Regions from separate parts of the Arachis hypogaea genome. Here region 2 is linked to region 1. Evidence: chromatin contacts called from public Hi-C data. All regions are on one chromosome and are shown on one strand. The core of a region is the stretch at or near the end of the contact, and the rest is flanking DNA. Distances in the headings are between cores, read along the strand shown. Region 1 holds the start of LOC112790506 (GCN5-related N-acetyltransferase 6, chloroplastic). Region 2 holds the start of LOC112790509.

Region 1 (2,981 bases), core at 197-2,696:
GCAACATCATCCTAGATTAGTATATGTCCTCACATTTTGTTTGTTGGTGATTCTATTCTCTGATAAATAAGAATGCAATACAGTAGAAAGATGTTCATTCAAATCTAATATGAGAAGTAATGCTCCTAAAAAAAGAAATAAGAGCAACAGAAAAAATGCAACATTAAATAAGATATTTTTGTGTTTTTGTAGTAAAATTTCGGTGTCAAAACTAAAAAATTTATGTGTTATTGTTAAGAAATTTCGGTGTTATTGTTATGATAAATTTTATATAATTCAAAACTCTTCCTCTTCCTCCTCCTCATTTTCTATTGCTTCTTTTCTTTTATCTTTTTTTTTCTTATTTTATTTTCTCATAATTCTTCTTGTTTCACTTTGGTAAAAAGAATAGAACAAAAAAAAGAGAAGAAAAAAATTAAAATAAATAAATAACGTAATATCATATGAGGAATAGGAGGAAAAGAAAAAGAAAAATAAAATACAGCAACAACAACACCAATAGAAAAAGGAGGAGAAAGCACACGAAGAAACACGAAGAAGAAGAACGGTGTGATTTCACACGCATGTTGTGTGAGTGGGTTTTGTTGGGTTTGGACCAACTTGGCTTGACTTGGTTGTCAAAAAGACTTAGATGTATATAGTAAGACTCTTTTTTAATATTTTCTGTGGAGCAAGAGGCTCTAATTGAGGGATTGAAAAATAATCCAAATCTGTGGGCATTCGCTAGGATTACCGCGATGGAGAAAAAAATGGAGACCTGCTAAGTCCTCATGGAAATGGGGATCCGTCCCCACAAATAAATGAGAACGAGAGAAGGAGTTGAAGTACCCGTTAAATTTTCACTAGAGTGAAATTTCTTAAATACCCTTTATATATAATTATACATGATGTAAGTATATGTTTATTTTTTTTCAAATTTATTTAAAAACAAATTAATAATGTGCATAATATCTAAATTTGCACCAACTAATTATTTAAATTTATATCATTACAAGAAAGGAGTATTATCATTAAACTATAATCGTCGACCAAGATTTATTAAGTTAAAAAATTTTTTATTTTAGTTTAGTTTGTATGTTGGAGATTTAGTTGAATAATTAGATTTACTAATATTGAATGTATTTGAATTGGATTTAATTTATTATATTTCAATTAAATTATATAAAATTTTATCATAAATAATTTTTTTAAATTTAATATCTACAAATACTCACGAATATTTGCTTCTGCCTGAACAAAATAAATAAAAACCCATAAAAAAAAAATGAGCAGAAATAAAAGGCAATTTTCTATTGACACCGAAAACGAAAGGAGTCCATGGATATTCCTTGTCATTCCTATTTAAAACAGTTAGATTGTTAAAAGAGGAATGGAGGTCCATTTAACCCACGTGTCATTGATTCATTGGAGCAGCTATGATTATAACTCAATGATAGTGAATTAGATTTGGAGAACACCTTCCGAATAACACCAAATCCTGAACCTCTCAACTAATGGCCAAGAATCACGACAGATATTGCCATCATCACCAAATTTTCTTCACAAAAACAGCGGGTAATTTTCTCCCTCTTCCACAACATATTTGCATGGTGGAACAATATATAAAAAAAAGCGGGGTTAGTTGCTTCACAGCAAGTATATCCAAATTCAATAACTGAGCGCTGAGGCTACCAAAACATAAATAATTGCCATAATTTTCTTCTCAATTTCCATTATTTTTCATTCAACAAACCGTTGAATCACCAGTGAACAAAAGGAAAGAATGCCTCCCATGGCAACAATTCCAACACACAGACCTGAGTTGCATGCTTTGTTCTTCAATCGGTCCATTAGCTGTTTCAAATGCCCAAAAATTGTTGCCTCATGGTCCATGTAACTTTCAAATATTGTTTTTCTTTCATCGTATATCTTCTTTTTTTTTCGAACCATTTTATTTTGTTGGGTTTTTATTTATTTATTTATTTTGGGATATTGAACACGAATAGGGCACATACGAAATCTTCCCCAATATTGGAAAACACTAATGATAATAAGACGACGACTAATTTGAAGAAGAAAGAAGAACTTTGTGTGCAGCATTTAAGGCCACCGATTCCAAAAACCGAAAATTTAGGGTCCAAGAATCTTCGATTTGAACGGTTGCAGCCATCTGATCAAGAAGTGGCTCAAGGAAATAGGTTTGAATTCGGGGAATTTGTTGCGCGTGAAGCTGTGCTTGATGAAGAATATTGGGTATGTCATTTATTGAATATTGATTTTTTTTTTTTTTTAAAGAAAGGAACATTGATTTCTATGTATTTATGTGTTTATTTTAAATGTTGTGGTAGACAGCGGCATGGCTGAGATCAGAATGTCAATGGGAGAATAGAATGTATGAAAGGTATGATACATATACATCAGAAATTTGGTTTTTGAGAATTCTATAATATAAATATAAACCATATTAAGATAGGTACGAGTAAACGTTGGCACCAATAAATTTTAAATGGGACACTTTGGTCTTTGTTAAGACTCATTCCTCGCTTTCAATCAAATTTTTAATATGTTTATTGGACGTATAAGCCCCTAACAAATTTTATTATAAGACCATTAGGTCTCAAAATGATGAAGGGACCAAAATGATTCTCTAGGACTTCTAGAGATTAAAATTTTATTCAGGAGCAAAGTGTTCAATCTGAAATTCTTTGAAAACCAATTTAGTTTATAGTCAATAGGAATTGTTGGGCATTGTTTTAACTACTAGTAGTTTTTGATCGAGACATCTGAAGGGATCAGCCGAAGGGTGGTCCATTAAGTTTGCATTGATCCACAGTATATGAAAATCTGGGTACCACCATGCCACTGATTCTCGTTGTGTTTTATCCAGATATATTGATAACTTCAAACGGAAATTTGCTGAGCAGGTAGAGGTTCGGGATAATTATTACTTCGTGCAGTGTATATATTGTATGTCTTAAATGAAAATCTTGACAAGAATTCCT
Region 2 (2,981 bases), core at 194-2,693, 220 kb after region 1:
TGAACTACAGTTGAATCAGTGAACTAATAGCTAGAGCAGTTCGATGATCGGTTCAGTTTTTAGAACCGTAAAAATTTTTTAACTATGACATAAAAAAATTTTTAACCAAAAATTTTTAAGATTTTAGACTTGACACAACAATTTCTTGACAATAGCTTTTTTTGCTGCTTCTTATTCTTTTTTTTGATTTTTTGTTGTTCTTATTTATTCTTTTTGTTATGCAATTTTTTTCTCTTATTTTTGCTTGTTATTTTTTAAGATAATAATAATAATAAAAAAAACAAAGAAGAAGAGAAAAGAGAGAGAGAAAAAGATATAGAAGGAGAAGGAAGAAGAGGATGACACATGACATGTACGTGAAATTTAGTTATATACGTTTTCATTTTATTATTTTAATTTGGTTAAGTAAAAAGCTTAGATCGGTAGCTTTTTTGTTTTATCTCTATTAATTAAATGTAGCCTAGTTATTAAAATTGGACCGAATTGGCCGGTTTGACCGAAAAATCGGTAAACCAGACTTAATACAAGTCTAGTCCAAGGTTAAGACCGCTTAAGATAGAAAACCGACACAAATCGGTCAAATCCAGACCAAACCGCTTGGGTTGCAGTTGAAGGGAAACCTACGACGCGTCGATGCACCAGCGTTCCACCGTGCTCCATATCTTGCCAAGTGTCAAAGCTTGTGAATTTTGGAAAATTTTTTAAAATGGCCAACATGGGTTTTAAACGCTTTCACTCTAGTTCACTCTAGAATGCAACAAGGATGATTGTACCACCCAGCTACAGTGCTTCTTACTAATCTATGTACAAATTAAATATATATAGCAATCTTTTATTTTATTTATATTCGATTTATTTTAATTATAAAGTCACTTATTTTTAAATTAATTATATTTTATTTAACTATAAATATTATTAAATATATACAAATTAAAAAGATAAATAAAAAAATTTATTAATCACAATTTTTTTTTCTTGATTATATGATATCTATTAATATCATTTTTTAATAAATTATATAATAATAGGTAAAGACTCACATGCAGTTGTTTTCATATGAAGTTAATAGTTGAAAATCGTTAGATGATATTTAGTCAAACTTGTCAAATCATCTAACGAACGATTCTTAAATATCATTTTCACATGAAAACAACTGTACGTGAGTTTTTACTTATAATAACATAATAATAAAATAAATATAAACTAATTAATAAAGTATTAAAATTTGAAAATGATAATTATTTTTATAAAACCAAAATAAAATTATTTATAATAAAAAATAAATAAATTTTATATAATCATTTAATTATATCGAGTTAATCGGTTCGATTAGCAATCTTCTGGTTAAACTAATAACTCAGTGATCCAATAACCTAACCGATTCGATTTTCGGTTCGATTCTTATAACTATGAAATGTAGATAGCTTTTCTTGGTATTGTGTTGGTCTTAGGGTTTTTTCTGGATGGGGTGTTGGTACAGAAGAGTCTAACTCCAAAAATAAATCGGCTATGTAGGCCCAATATCTTCTTCAAAATTCATATAAATTCCATCCGACTTCAGGCCCAACACTCTCCTTTGGTTAATTTCAGTTCACTGTGTCTCAGCTAAGTGCAAAGCATTCTGGAGTGAATAGTGCAGCACTGCAGCCATAAACAGGAAAAGTGGAAAACAGCGAGAGCAGAGGACCATGGTAACAATTGCTGCAGCCAACGCCACCAAGAGAATAGAGACCTACGAGGAGTTCGCAAAAGTACACGCCATACTCCTCGCTGCTTCGGGCTTGCCCGAGTCCCTCCACCGCCGCCTCTTCCAGAAGCTCTCCGCCGAGTGCTTCGACGGCGGTAACTACTTCCAGATCGAGCCATGCGAGGAAGGCCGCCAGAGGCTCCTCGTCCTCACCGCGGAATCCATGGCAAAGCACTCCGACGTCTTCCTCGTCGACCATGCTTGGACCTTCAGACTCACCGATGCTTACAAGCAGGTACTTCGAAATCTCTCTCTCTCTCTCTCTAGGGTTTCTTTCTCTCTCTGTAAACTTTATAATTTATGCTTGGAGCATGTTTCGGTAACACATGAAAAAAAACACAGGTGTTTTAAGCTTTTAGCAATGAAATGCTTATGATGATTGGTAAGCTGTTGAAACTATATTATAATCAAATGTTAATAATTTTAGACTAGAAAAAATAGCCTTATTGACATTGTAACTGTTATTTCTTGATTTTAGTTTATTTTGCTTTTTATTTTAATTTAACTTTTTTGTTCTGTTTTGTGTGTAGCTGCATGAGGTTCCGGGATTGGCGGAGAGGATGGGGGCGTTGATGTGTGTGGATATTAATTTGAATGCAGAGGGAGAAGATGATGGAGCTTTGAGTGATACACGTGGCAGTGTTACAGAGGTTCTGGAGAGTGAGGTTCGAGAAGCAAAAGAGAAAAGTGATGGTAAGTTGAGGTGGTTGGAGCTCGAGGGGCTTGATATAAATGATGAGATGCTCTTGTCTCTCGAATTACCAACTGGATTTCCGGTGCGTATTTTTAATCATTCTTGCCATGTGTTTAGTTTTCATGGAATGATTGTGTGATGAAGACGTAGTAGATAGTGATGCTTGCTAAGCAACTTAGGAATGTTATATTGGTTATGTTTGTTTCTGAATTCTGGAATAGAGAAGAACTCAATTTGGGGGGAACAAATGAAGCATACTGCAAATGTTACGAATTGAAATAAGCACTGTATGCACAACTTGGTCCTCTAATCTACATGCGTTCTCTCAAATACTTATGAATATCTTAATATGACAGTGACAATGAATCTTAAGGAAGCATAGAAGACATGCTTATTAGATGATTTATTTGTTAAGTCACCACCTTTTAAACTATTAAAATCTCAGAAAGTCATAGTAATTAATTTGGAACCTTTTTTATAAGTTTTTAATTTAAAAATAATAAAAATAAATCAATTAACTTTTATAATTTTTGAAATTTC

The links. A called contact is a pair of places that touch in the nucleus more often than the background predicts.
Region 2: a Hi-C map of leaf shows a contact between it and region 1, with 3 times the contacts expected there. The contact joins the promoter of LOC112790509 here to the promoter of LOC112790506 in region 1. A contact is called at or near these places in 2 of 8 Hi-C or Micro-C datasets (both in leaf).

What each region holds. Positions count from the first base shown.
Region 1 is chr3:47,109,688-47,112,668 of arahy.Tifrunner.gnm2.J5K5, forward strand. It overlaps LOC112790506 (GCN5-related N-acetyltransferase 6, chloroplastic), which reads left to right and starts at 1,447. Exons shown (of 9, transcript XM_025832944.2): 1 at 1,447-1,872; 2 at 1,986-2,232; 3 at 2,328-2,380; 4 at 2,867-2,903. The coding sequence starts at 1,763.
Region 2 is chr3:47,327,060-47,330,040 of arahy.Tifrunner.gnm2.J5K5, forward strand. LOC112790509 reads left to right here and starts at 1,444. Exons shown (of 15, transcript XM_025832948.3): 1 at 1,444-1,982; 2 at 2,278-2,523. The coding sequence starts at 1,689.